Regions from separate parts of the Sus scrofa genome. Here region 2 is linked to region 1. A link is a contact called in public Hi-C data. All regions are on one chromosome and are shown on one strand. The core of a region is the stretch at or near the end of the contact, and the rest is flanking DNA. Distances in the headings are between cores, read along the strand shown. Region 1 overlaps SLC9A6 (sodium/hydrogen exchanger 6). Region 2 has its middle 35 kb from the start of FHL1.

Region 1 (7,054 bases), core at 3,622-6,121:
GGGATATACTGTAGTCATGGACTGGAAAACTCAAGGCTGTTAAAATGTCAGTAGTCTCCAAATTCACCTATAGACTTAATACAAACTCAATAAAAGTGCCAGGGCGGGGGGTTGTGTGTGCGGGTGTGTACATGTATATGGAAAATGACAAGTTGTTTCTAAAATTTAGATGAAAATGCCCTTGACCTTAAAATAGCCAAGGTAATACTAAAGAACAACAAAATTATAGACGCTCCCTACTGGATAGCAAGACTTATTACATACAACGTACAGTCATTACAAGAGTGTGGTATTGATGTAGAAACAGACAAATAGAAAAGAGAGTCCAGAAAGAGACCCCCTCCTCCCGACTGACATGGCCAAGTAATTTACAATAAAAGTTCTACTGCAATACAGTGAGGTAAGGATGGCAGTTCCAATAAATGGTGCTGGGTCAACTGAATACTCAAATAAAAAAAGTAGGTCTTGACCCATATCTCACACCATGTGCAAAGATTAATTTGTAAAGGACTGAGGACTTAAATGTGATAGCTAAAACAATCACACTTTTCGAGAAAAGTAGGAAATAAGAAATATATAGAAGGAAAAAAAAAGATATAGGAAAATATCTTCGTGACCTTGGGATACAAAAGGTTTCCTAAGACACAAAAAGCACTAACCACAAAGGAAAAGATTAATAAAATAAACTTCATTAAAATGAAGAATTTCTGTTCCTCAAAAGACAGGATTAAGAAATTGAAAAGATCTGCTACAAATTGGAAGGAGATATTCACAATACATATAACCCACAAAGAACTCAATTCAGGAATACAGAAAGAACTACAAGTCAGTAAGAAAAAAGAAAAGGCAGCGCAATTAAATAACGAGAAAAAGAACTGACTAGATACACTTCATAAAGGAGGATATCCAAATGGCCAATAAACACATGGAAGGATGCTCAACCTCACTGCTCATCAGAGAACCGCAAATTAAATCACATCCCCACACACCCACTGAAATGGCTAAAATTTAAAAGGCTGACAAACAGCAAGTTTTGGAGGAGATGTGGGACAACTTAACTTGCTGGTGGGGTGTAAACTGGTCACAACCACCTTCGAAAACTGGATGGCACCGTTTATTACAGCTAAACATATGCTTATTCCAAATTCCACTCCTAGGTATACACCCAAGAGAAATGAGTGCCTATGTTCATCAAAAGATGCACATATGAATGTTCGGCTTTACTTGTAATCGTCAAAGGCTGGAGACAACCTCAACGTTTATCAACAATAGAATGGTTGACCAAAAAAACCCAAAAAACCAAAAAAACCCAAACCCCCAAACAATACAAAAAAACAAACCCCCCCAAATCCTGTAGTATAGTCATACTATGGAACACTACACAGCAATGATAAAAGAATGAATTTCTGAGAGTTCCTGTTGTAGCTCAATGGTAATGAACCTGACCAGTATCCATGAGGACGTGGGATTGATCCCTGGCCTCGCTCAATGAGTTAAGGATTCAGTGTTGCCTTGAGCTGTGGTGTAGGTCACAGATAAGGCTTGGATCTGGTGTTGCTGTAGCTGTGGCGTAGGCCGGCAGTTGCAGCTCCGAATGGACTTCTAGCCTGGGAACTTCCATATCCTGCAGGTGTGGCCCTAAAAAGAAAAAAATAAAAGAGGGAAAAAAAAAAAGAGAGAATGAGTTTCTTGTATAGGCAGCACTTAGCACAGTGCTAAGCGAAAGAAGCCAAAAGAGGGAGTTCCTGTCGTGGCTCAGCGGTAACGAACCTGACTAGTATCCACAAGGACGCAGGTTCAATCCCCAGCCTCACTCAGTGGGTTAAGAATCCGGTGTTGCCATGAGCTGTGGTGTAGGTCGCAGATGCGGCTCAGATCTAGTGTTGCTGTGGCTGTGGCATAGGTTGCAGCTGCAGCTCCAATTCAACCCCTAGCCTGGGATTGTCCGTATGCTGCATGTGCGGCCCTAAAAAGCAAACAAACAAAAAAACCCACAAGGCAAACAAGAAAGAAGGAAAACAAAGTAATACATGATATATGATTCCATTTATATGAAGATAAAAAAACAGGTGAAACTAATCCATGCCGCTAGAAATCAGAATAGGGCTGCCTTTTTGGCTGGGATGGGGCAGGCCTTCAGGAAGGCAGTACTGACTGCAGGGAAGGTGGTGTCTTCTAGGGTGCTTGAAATGCTCTCTCTATATTGGTGGCAGGCACACAGGAGTATACGTAAGACAAAATTCATCAAGTTGTAAGCTTAAGATTTGTATACATTACTGTAGTCAAGTTACATTTCAATTAGAACAATCTGGCTGCACAAAGGAACTGAAATCTGGAATGATGAATGCTTAGTTCTACCAGGGCACTAGGAATCAAATTTACCAAGTCTGAGGCTAATAATACTGAGTCAAACAATTCTTGGTGTTTACTTCTGTAAGAATACATAGAAAAAATTATTCTACTCTTTTGCTACATTCGTATCATTTAGTTACTTTGTATATTATGCAGAAAATGCACAAAACATTTTAGGCAGGAAAAACTGAACAATTTTGTTAAACCAGAGGGATGAAAAAGCCCCAAGAGATATGGGAGTGGCTTATACCCAAAATGCTGATAATGGAGCCAAAAATAATGACATAATTTTTCAACAATTTTAAAGAGGCAGCATCTCTCTCTCTCTAATGGGAGTCTTAATACCAGAGATATGCGGCATTCATGTTTTCATATATTAATCTAATCTTGAGTTCTTGCAAAAAGCGAATGTAAAATTCTAGCAAAGAGAATAAAGTAGTAGTTTCTAATGATAAGTGTCACATGTATTTTTCTTAAACATAGAAGGTTTTGATGAGAAAGTCAAAAGCAAGGAAAAAACATTTTACACGGTTGTCCCAAATCTGCTTCAATGGAACATAAACCAGGGTTTGATTCATTTACTGACAGGTCTCAGCTAGAAAGAACTCCATGGTCCCTTTTTCTACTTCAATTTTCAAAGAGGAAATTAATAAACGGCGAGTGATAAAATGCTTTTCAAAAGGCATGATTTAAACAGGTTACTATCTGTAACCCCACCTAAAGGAGCGCTCTGAAGAAGACTGTTGCAATAGGACCAGAAAGGAATCCGGTAAAAATAAGGAAGCACTGGCACTCCGAGTGGAGAGCAGAATCTCCCAGTCTCTGGAAAGGCCACAGAAAAAGGGCTCACTGTGGTCTCCAGCACTGCTGCATTTCTTTCTCATGGTTTTTTCCTAAGGCAGCCCTTCCTCTTTTGCCCTAGCAAGAACACTGACAAGAACCAACAAATACTTTTTGTGGCATTCATTGAATTAGCTGAAGGACAATAAATATTAGAGTGTGCTTGATAAATAAACCTATATATCAAAGCAAGGCTCTCACAAGGTCTCCCGAGGCCCTGCACGCAGCCAGCATCTGCAGGAAGCAGTCCCTACTGGTTTCGTGGGTTTCCGTTAGTAACCTTCTCCGCTGCACTGCAGAGGAAAGGGAGGAACAATGACCGCTTTTACGTCTCAGCTCAGGACGAGGGTAGTCAAAACAGTTGTTCCATTAACTTGTAATTGTTGGAGTTCCCGCTGTGGCGCAGTGGAAACGAATCCAACCAGTATCCATGAGGATGCGGGTTTGATCCCTAGCCTTGCTCCGTGGGTTAAGGATCTGGCATAGGTCATAGACGAGGCTCGAATCCCACAGTGCAGTGGCTGTGGTGTGGGCTGGCAGCTGTAGCTCCAATTCAACCCCTAGCCTGGAAACTTCCATATGTCTCAGGTATAGCCCTAAAAAGACAAGGAAACAAACAAAAAAACTGTAATTGTCCGTGTCCACACTACCAATTTTTTTCTCAAGGATACTTATGATCAAAGTTGTACCATATCCGGAAAAGCCAGGCACTCTCTGCTTTGGTGGTTCTTCTTTCACTTTCAGGAATACCCTGCAAACAGATAATAAATCAATACATACACAAAGATAAAAACACATTTAAGAATCACTTCTCTGTAGACTCAGAAATATCGCCTACCACATCTGAGATCCTCTCCCACACGGGTAACATCAGAAATGTACTAGCTGCAGTTCCTGTCGTGGCACAGCAGAAACAAATCCGACTAGGAACCATGAGGTTGTGCGTTTGATCCCTGGCCTTGCTCAGTGGGTTAAGGATCCAGCGTTGCCGTGAGCTGGGGTGTAGGTCACAGACACAGCCCAGATCTGGCATGGCTGTGGCTCTAGCGTAGGCCGACAGCTGTACCTCTGATTTGACCTCTAGCCTGGGAACCTCCATATGCCGCGGGTGTGGCCCTAAAAACAAAACAAAACAAAAGACAAAAAAAGAAATGTACTAGCTTGTATACTGCAGCTTGGGAATAAGAAACTGAAGTGTTTTTCCAAACACTTCCGTTACTCAGGCTGCTTGCTGATTTATGAGCCCACTGAGGGATTTAAAAAAACCCATGTGGGATAATTCACCCCTAAATCTGAAAGGTTTACACCCACAATGTGAACTATACCTTAAGTAGAAAACATCACATCGACATCCCAGTCTTTAAGAGCTGTCATGGGCCCCAAAAGTAACTGGCATTTTCAAAGCTGCCGCTATTATTCTTAGACACTAACAAAAGGCAAGCAAACAGGGAAAGTCCATGGTGAGCTGGACTGGCCGAAGGGAAAACATGCAGAGCAAGCAGGCCTCTGCATAGACAGCTTCCAAAAGCCTAAAGTGGGTCCCTATGTGTAATACGGTGTGGTCAGTCTGGCCCGTCTGGCTCTGACACGACCTGGCTGGGCCCTTCCCTCTCCGGGCCTGAGTTTTTTCATGGATGCAACGTGACTTAAAGGCTCTTTCCAGCATGAATGGTCTATGGTTCCATGAATTTCGAAGAGTGCAGAGTTCTGATTCTGGGTTTGGGTTCCTGCTCTTCCTGATTCTTGAAATAAATGAATCTTCCTCTCAACATGCAGCAGCACACAGGCCCACACGCAACGTTTAAGAGCACCGGGTGGGCTTATAAGAGCCAAGAAGCACCCAATTTTCCTCTCACACCAGGAGGTGTTGGCTGGTACGTCTCCGCTTTCTGAAGAGCAATGAATCTATAAATCCCTCGATCTTCTCACCACAAGAACACCTGTTCCCCCCCCTCCTCAACTCCATACCTATTATAATCCTCCTCTGCGCTTCTCGGATGGACACCTGAAGTACTGAGTAAACAATATGCTCAGCGAGGGCATCCATACAGCTTTGAGGGCAAAGTAAAAATGGTATTTTTTTTTTCTGGATGTTACAGCCAGTACTCAGCACCTGACTGTCCCCCTCTCACTCCATTTCCATTTCTCCCCTGTGGTGACAGGGGTGACAGAGCAGGTGGAGACCCATGCAGATGGTGATCAAGCATCTGTCTGGTGAGCCATTTGATAGCTCTTCTTGTTTGGACGTGAGGGTGGAGGCGCTGAGGGGCTATTACCCCTTGGAAGCTATCCCAGCAGCTCAGCCTTATGGAATTTATCTAAGCCTGGTTTGCACAAGTATTTCAAGCCCATGAAATTATACTTTCAGGTTCTGACCACAGAAGAGGCAAGTACTATGTCACATACATACTCATGACTAAACAGCTGGCAAAATGAACATATAGGAAATGAATCTGCTAAATGGGTTTTTTCCTGAACTACACCCTGAAGACAAATAGACTAGGGCTGGGAGTTCCCATCATGGCTCAGTAGTTAACGAACTGGACTAGTATCCATGAAGACGTGGGTTTGATCCCCGGCCTCGCTCAGTGGGTTGAGGATCTGGCATTGCTGTGGCTGTGGTGTAGGCCAGCAGCTGTAGCTCCCATTCGACCCCTATCCTGGGAACTTCCATATGCCGAGGTGTGGCCCTAAAAAAGACAAAAAGACAAAAAAAAACCCAAAAAACAAAAAAACAGACTAGGGCTTGTTTCAGACAAGAAAAAGAACTGTCTTTTGAAAGTGATGCTTTTCATCTTCAAAACCCTAATTTCTGTGATTTCCCACCTCACGTCTGGGGCAGAGGGACATATTCAGTGATGCTGCTCAGAAAGCATTAAGAAGCCGAGGGCAGATGCTCCCCTGAGGCACAGTGGGTTGAGAACCCGGCATCGCTGCAGCTGTGGTGCAGGTCACAACTTCGGGCTCGGGTTGGATCCCTGGCAGAGGAACTCCCATATGCCGCGAGTGCCACCCCCACAAAATAAAGCAGAGGGAAAAACCAGAAAAGGGTGGTCAGTTGAGGGAAGGCACTGGGTTACACTGCATTCGTCTACAGGCTCAAGCTCAGAGGACCAACCGAGAAAGTGACACATGGAGGTAAATAAGCCAGGAAACGTGGGCAGGGCTGAGGCTCAGGCTAAGAAAGCTGAACAGGCGGGAAGACTGGCTGAAGACTCCAAAGCTTCCAGGCAGTTCTCAAGGGCAGCTGCTGGTCATCCAATTTGAAAGTTCCACAGGAAGAGCAGCTGGAGTGGGGCTGACATCAGAGACAAGCCTTTATGCGCAAACCAAAGTGGAAAAAGGCTGCCTGTGCCAGGGCAGGCACTTGAAAACCCAGGAGCACTGAAGGAACTGCTCTCGGCTGTGCCCAAAGCCCAGGTTGGCCCACAGATAGGAGAGCTGTCACCCTGGATCACCACATGTTGCCTAAAATTCAGTTTTGTCTCTGCTGAGCAGTGAGAAAAGCCAGGAATGATGTCAGTGAAAAGCTGATGCAAACAAGACAGGATCTAAATAATAGTGGCACGCAGTCTACAGTAGATGAGTTTTCTCTCCCAGCGACTGCACATTCAACAGAAACGCCAGAGACAACACAAACGCATATTTACCAAATGTTCTTGGTCTGAATCAACACCAACCCTGAGGGAGAAACACAGAAAGCAAATGAGATCTCAAAGCCAAAAAAAGGGTCTATTCACACACTGTCAGGCAGCCCGTTTTCTCAACGCAGAAGCTCCAGAACGGTTAAGGTTTCCGTGCTGCTACATGGCGGCTGGTGCTTTGGCTCCTGCCACTTTCCTTAGCAACAGCTTGGATCCTA
Region 2 (7,157 bases), core at 1,161-3,660, 100 kb before region 1:
CGTGACTTCTGCTGTGTCTACAATGGACAGGAATTGCTTTACAATCAAGCCAGCTCACAGAACTTGGTGTCAATGGTGAAGGTGACCAAAAAGAATGTGGCCGTGTGCCACCACTGGGGTCACCAGCGGCCCAGAGGAACCCCCAACCCCCGTCTCGGACCGTGACTCCGGGAGGGGGGCGGTGATCAATGCCCCTCCTTCCCCTCCGCCCGCTAAGTGAACCTGCTGCCTCCAGCAGAGGGACGACCACGTGTACAGCCAACTAGTCAGGCTGGGAAGTCAAGAAAATGCTTTTAGGAGTTGAGTTCCCTTGTTAAGGATCTGTCATTGTCACTGCTGTAGCACAGGTTCGATCCCTGGCCTGGGAACTTCCACACACTGCAGATGTGGCCAAAAAAAAAAAAGAATATGCCTTCAAAAACATGGGAAAGCTCGTCTAATAACAGGAATAACTATGAGCATATAAACAGATTCACGTACAGAAAAAATTTTCCCACTACGCAATTTAGTAAGTGAAATACAAGTGCCCCCTTCATTAGTATTTCTGCAGCTAACTGTACAGACTTCCTGACCCTGGGTCTCATCCCAGACCTGACAGACACACTCCATGAACTACCACCTCCCCACGGCATCATCCCTTGAGTGATCACGCTCATTTATGTGCTGATTCTCAAGACTTTGTCCATTTTGTCTCTTCCAGTGACTTCAATATCATCCCAACGTTCCCTTGCTCCCCTCAGCTTCAATGTCGCTCTCAGGCCAGTTCCCCACCCCGCCCCCTCTCACGACTGTCCACGGAGCCAACTCAAGAAAGCAACGCGGGCCCGCCGTTGCTCGTAATAATCCCCCAATCCCAGGATACAGAAACCATTTACAGGAAGACCTTCAAAGAACTCACCTTTTCACATGGGGGCACTGCAGCACTGGCCACACCGGGCAATTACCCGGAGGTCCTGGCCTTAGGTCTATGCTACTACAAGCCACGCCACAGCCTGTGGCCCAAAGCAATCAAACTCTGACCTGGATATTGGCTCCAAGAGTTGGCAGGAGCTCACCAACCGTCACTGTTGCTAGCAATACCATAGATGCAAGGGTCAAAAAAGGGCTCATTAGGTTGTAGGGCAGGTAATTTGTCAAGTCTGGGGTTCTGCTGCACCATAAAGATGACACGATGCCCAAAGGTGGCCGACGAAGAAAGTCGCAAGCCAGCGCTCACACTGACCTGCCCCAGTAAGTCCTGTGCAACCAGATTGCGGCGAGCAGCTCTGGGCGGCTCTCCCGGGAGTGCACACTTGCACTATTCAGGGAGCCCAGTGGTATAAGCTATGTCACTCACCGAGAAGCACCTCCCTTACTGAACTAGTACTTAACTAGTACTTAAACACTGAGCTTTTATCTACAGTTTAATAATAAAAAGGGCCTGATGTATTCGTTGTATTTCTGAATCCCAAATGTATGAAGGGTTTTTTTTAATTAATAGATTTTTTTAAAGCAGTTTAAGATTTACAGGACAATGGATCAGAAAGTAATTTCCGCATCCCTCCACATCACCCCTCCCAGTTTCTTCTATTATGAATATCCTGCATTACTCTATTTTGTTTTTTACAGTTGATGAGCCATTATTATTAACTAAGGTCCACATGTTACATTAGGGGTCACTCTCTGGGTTGTGCATTCTATATATTTTGACACGTGTTCAAGGTTTTTGCTAAAACAACCAACACTTTACAGTACGTTATGAGGAATAATAAATCTCAAGACCATTTTAATTGCTTTAGGTTTGTAAAAGGCAGTTTCATGGGCACACTGGAACATACATCATTCATTCCACTGTAATGATTCATGGTTCCAAAGACTGTCTATAACACAGTTCTGCAAACACATTCAACTCTGATTATCTGAAAACCAACTGCCCACAGCTCCCAAACCTCCGGCATGGGCCCAAACTTAAAAGGAGTCTCAAGTAATGATTGGATCACAATACCAAGAAAAACAGTCTCCAAGATGACATCTGACATGCTGGAATTAGTCTACTGATGACTCGCTCTGGGGATGTTTACAAAAACAGCTTTGCCATGAGAAAGCAGAGCAGTGTGAGAGAAGGAGCATCAGGAGACAGAAAAGATGAGAAGAAAGAAAACGGGGAAAGGAAACCAGGGGAGGGCGGAAACAGCAGCGATCGGAGCAGCAGATGGAGACTCTGCGGCAGGACAGAGGGACCGCAATGGAAAGGAGAGCCCGCCAGTCCCAAAGGCGCCGTGACAGGACTTGCTCTGAGGGCGTGAGTGAGGAAGGGACAAACTGCATCTCAATACGGTGGCCCTTAAATTGCCTAGCTATCTGTTGGCCTGGATATATCAGCGGGGAGGGAACATGTACTAATTCCAGCTGGCTCTGCACCACGGTGCGTAAAGACGGACCGTCCATCCGCTGGAGATTCCCTGAGACCCGCTTCGACTCTTCGGGAAGGCTCACGGGACAGGCTGTTCCTGAAAGATGATGACACACACACACTAGCTGTCGGGAGAGACCTACAGGTGTAGAACATGTCTTCTCATTCTTTCGTTTTTAATTTATGAATAAGTGCAAAGCCAAATTCAAATTCCTTTACTTGTTCTGTTCTTGGGGGATGTGACATCTCACTGGATCCACCTCAGATGAACATTTACCGCTTTTCCGTTTTATCAGAATTGTTTCTCTTGGCTGCAATTTCCCTTCAATCCAAGTATGTAATGAGCCCATTTAAGAAGGAGGCTCAAAGAAAGAGCACAAAGACAAAAAAATAAATAAAATAAAAAATAAATTTAAAAAAAAAGGAGTTCCCGTCGTGGCGCAGTGGTTAACGAATCCAACTAGGAACCATGAGGTTGCGGGTTCGGTCCCTGCCCTTGCTCAGTGGGTTAACGACCCGGCGTTGCCGTGAGCTGTGGTGTGGGTTGCGGACGCGGCTCGGATCCCGCGTTGCTGTGGCTCTGGCGTAGGCCGGTGGCTACAGTTCCGATTCAACCCCTAGCCTGGGAACCTCCATATGCCGAGGGAGCGGCCCAAAGAAATAGCAGAGAGACAAATAAATAAATAAAAAGAAGGAGGCTGTAGTTTACTTGCAGGCAAAATTCTTAACTACTCACCTTCAGACAATGAGAAATAGGTTCCAGGAAGTCAAACCTGGAATATTCTTTTATCTTAAATACAGAGAGGAAAATAACGTGTGGGATTTCTCTCTGGTCTTTGGATAGAGAAAGATCCACAACCCTTCAGCTCTCACACAAAAGCACATCAGTGGTTGCCGGGCCCTTGGCGGGGAGGAATGTGCTGCCAAGGGCGCGGGGAACTGGCGGGGGAGTGACGGGGCAGGGGCTTCCCGGGCACAGGCCTCTGCACAACCCGCCACACTGCAGGATGAGTTCGCTGTACATAAATAACACGCAATAAAGCGGATATTAAATTATCTTGATAATCTTTCCACGGGGTGAAAGTATAGCAAATCACCACGCTGCATACCTTTTCTTTTTTGGTATTTTAAAACCATTTTTAATTAAAGCTAATTCACAAGGTTGTGTTAGTTTCTAGTGTACAACAAAGTGATTCAGTTATACATCCGTGTGTGTGTGTATATATATCTATATATATAAAGTTATTTTTCAGATTCTTTCCCACTCTATGTTATTACAACATATTCTAGTTCCCTGTGCTAAGTGTTATCTATTTTGTATCTAGTCCATGTTAATCGCAATCTCCTGATTTACAATAGATGTATGTATTGTACTATGTTGTACATTTAAATACACACAGTTCTCTTACTTATTCCTTAATGAATTGAGGGGAAAAGTCAATATTTAAAAAGTGGCTCTAACAAAGGCTGACTGCTTTATCCGTAGATGCAAATAAAAACTTTCACCTCCTATTAGCTTGGCTGCTTGGTTTCTTTCCTTAGTGTGCCTACTCCACTGGAAATTCTGCATCCTGTGGCTGAGACGAGAAGAGCCTGGGATGTGAAAATCTGAATTGTTCCTGCATTTTGAGATGTAGAATCTTTGACAAGGAACTAAGTATCTCCTTAGTTTCTAAAAGCCATAGCGCTGAGGAATTTCTTAAATCATTTTCAGTATTTGAAATCACCATTACTTACAGGGTATTTCTTAACAAAATGTTGTTAACTCAGATGTCTAAATCTGCTACTATGGCTCATGATATAAAAATGTTTGGAATTTATGACTCATATGAGTGGGTCTGTGTGACCTCTTTAGTCTCAGAAACCTGGGCGTCACCCGTTACTTCAGTTCACCTGGTCACACGAAAGTGCAAATGATTCTCTTTTTTTTTTTGCTTTTTAGGGCCGCACCCATGGCATATGGGGGTTCCCAGGCTAGGGGTCGAATCGGAGATGCAGCTGCAGGTCTACACCACAGCCACAGCAACACCAGATCCGAGCTGCATCTGCGACCTACACCACAGCTCACGGCAACGCTGGATCCTCAACCCACTGAGTGAGGCCAGGGATGGAATCCACAACCTCATGGTTCCTAGTCGGGTTTGTTTTCCACTGCGCCACGACGGGAACTCCGAAGATGACTGATTTCGTCTACGGGCAGATGCTGGCAATCAGCTTCCCAAACAAAAATAAAGTCTAATACTAAACCTGGCAGAGATTCAATGAAAAACCAATCCTTAATGTCTTCCTACTAAATCACACATTTTCAATCTGACAGGAGCCAAGCAGCCTCATCCACACTCTAAAGCTGAAAGTGAATAACAAAACTTGTTAATCAAGTATAGAAACTTACATTTGTATCATCCTTGTCAAAACCACCCTGATGATAAAAGCTCTACATTCCCAGCTAACAGGTCCTTAGTATTGAAAAGTACATCTGAAACTTTGTGGATATTGCAATTTCTTGTGATTAGAACGTCTATGGAACATTTTACATCTTGAACATATGTAAGATCCAGAGTTTTCAGGTGAGTAAATAAAATAGAAATCTTACACAAAGTAGAGTGCCGGCAACCAAGACTTATTTTCACTGCTTTTCTTTTTTTCTAGGTTTCACTGCATTAAAAACAAAACAAACAAACCAAAAAAAAACCAGCACAGGAGTTTCCACTGTGGCTGAGGGGAAACGAATCTGATTGGCAACCATGAGGATGCAGGATCGATCCCTGGCCTCGCTCAGTGGGTTAAGGATGTGGCGTTGCCGTGAGCTGTGGTATAGGTCACAGTTATGGCTCGCATCTGGCACTGCTGTGGCTCTGGCACAGGCCAGCGGCTACAGCTCTGATTCAGCCCCCTAGCCTGGGAACCTCCACAGGCTGCGGGTGCGGCCCTAAAAAGACAAAAAATTAAAACATTAAAAAAAACAGTACATATGTATCTTCTTTTTTCTGTACATTTTACACCTATAGTAGTTCCGAAACAAAGAGCAAGCAAATATCATTGGTTTAAATACAAAGGAAAAGCCAGTTTCAGAAGAGAAATACAGAGTACTACAGGAAGCTGGGAAGAGCTGGTGGCTCACTGGCAATGCGCACATTCATTAGCAGGCAATAACGAGGAACAGGAGCAAAAGCTACTTAAGAACACACCCCTAGGCAAGGGTACAATTTTCTCATTTGTTCAGCTAGTAAGCCCTTGGCAGTGAGTATCCATTTTCATTATTTCACGTAGCTTTAGCACTGGCTGGGGCCCTGGCCACAGAGAAGAAATGATTTTGCGTTCACAGGTTTACCTGTCTATGCAACTATGTAGTCTCTGGACGTATTTTGTTTAATTTTATTCTAACGGTGACATTTCTGTATCAAGTGACACCAGATCTCACCTCACACTTCCTCTGGAGAGCAGTTTTCCTGCCCATTCCAGGCTGAAAAATGAGATCTGGCCTAGGCTGGGGTAACTGGCAGTGGCCAAAAGGGTGCCGGGCGGCGGCGGGGGGGGGAACGCAGGGCAGATGACCAGGATGATGACACTAGGACCGACGATGACTTTGAGGCCAGAAAAAGGAAAAGTGGGCAGAGTCCACTGGATAGAAAAAAAGTCACCGGGAAAGTGAAACAGACACCCAGGCAAAGGAGAGACGAAGAGAGAGTGACACGCACAGCTACAGAAAGAACCCAGAGGGGGAGCTCCCGTTGTGGCGCAGTGGTTAATGAATCCGACTAGGAACCACGAGGTTGCAGGTTCGGTCCCTGCCCTTGCTCAGTGGGTTCAGGATCCAGCGTTGCCGTGAGCTGTGGTGTAGGTTGCAGGCGCGGCTCGGATTCCACGTTGCTGTGGCTCTGGCGTAGGCCGGTGGCTACAGCTCCAATTAGACCCCTAGCCTGGGAACCTCCATGTGCCTCGGGAGCGGCCTAAAGAAATAGCAAAAAGACAAAAAGACCAAAAAAAAAAAAAAAAAAAAAAAGGAAAGAAAAGAACCCAGAGGGCCAAGAAAGAAAGGAAAGCTGAAGAACTTAGTTGTTAATAGTGCCAGATTAAAAACAACTGTTATGCGGGCACGTGCAGGGGCAGCATTTGCTACAACGGAACTGCCTACTTATGTTGGGAAGTAAATGCAATCTTTAAAATGCCTTTCCCACAACCTTGACAGACATCAGCTTTTATAAAGGAAAAATGGGAGATCCTGTTGTTGCTCAGCAGGTGACAAACCCGACTGGAATCCATGAGGGTTAAGGATCTGGCATTGCCGTGAGTTGTGGTGTAGGTCACAGACTCAGCTTTTATCTGGTTTTCATGTGGCTGCGGTGTAGGCCAGCAGCTGTAAGGCCAATTCGACCCCTAGCCTGGGAACTTCCATATGCCACAGCTGTAGCCCTAAAAAGCAAGGAAAAACAAAAGAAAAAAAAGTACTTTCATGCAGCAGTAGCTCCAATCGGAGTCTTCCAAGCTGGTGTGTATAAAGACTTAAAAAGTTGTTTTGCATTTCTGTGACTAGGCATCTTTGATATAGGCCTTGGCACCTGTACTTGCCCCACAGGCCAGAGGAAATTAAAGACTAGACAGAGTCCTCGTCATGGCTCAGCGGTATCGAATCCAACTAGTATCCATGAGGATGCGGGTTCGATCCCTGGCCTTGCTCAGTGGGTTAAGGAGCCAGCGCTGCATGAGCTGCAGTGTAGGTCACAGATGCAGCTGATCTGGCATTGCTGTGGCTGTGGCTGGCAGC

The links. A called contact is a pair of places that touch in the nucleus more often than the background predicts.
Region 2: a Hi-C map of retroperitoneal adipose tissue shows a contact between it and region 1, with 2.1 times the contacts expected there. The contact joins two enhancer-like sites. A contact is called at or near these places in 8 of 47 Hi-C or Micro-C datasets (embryonic fibroblasts, fetal heart ventricle, fetal skeletal muscle and 4 more) and 2 of 2 datasets of contacts at active chromatin or transcription factors (alveolar macrophages and skeletal muscle).

Annotation. Positions count from the first base shown.
Region 1 is chrX:111,217,593-111,224,646 of Sscrofa11.1, reverse strand. SLC9A6 (sodium/hydrogen exchanger 6) reads right to left here. Exons shown (of 17, transcript XM_005657924.3): 14 at 6,843-6,873; 15 at 3,864-3,943. Among named protein-coding and RNA genes, the nearest start is that of SLC9A6, 45 kb to the right of the region's middle. Within about 2 kb of position 4,871, at least 10 of the 83 cell types and tissues checked have an H3K27ac peak or open chromatin away from gene starts, as enhancers often do. A contact at or near this core is called in retroperitoneal adipose tissue, where this site is marked.
Region 2 is chrX:111,317,319-111,324,475 of Sscrofa11.1, reverse strand. It overlaps a transcript of FHL1 not described here. Among named protein-coding and RNA genes, the nearest start is that of FHL1, 35 kb to the left of the region's middle. Within about 2 kb of position 2,410, at least 7 of the 83 cell types and tissues checked have an H3K27ac peak or open chromatin away from gene starts, as enhancers often do. A contact at or near this core is called in retroperitoneal adipose tissue, where this site is marked.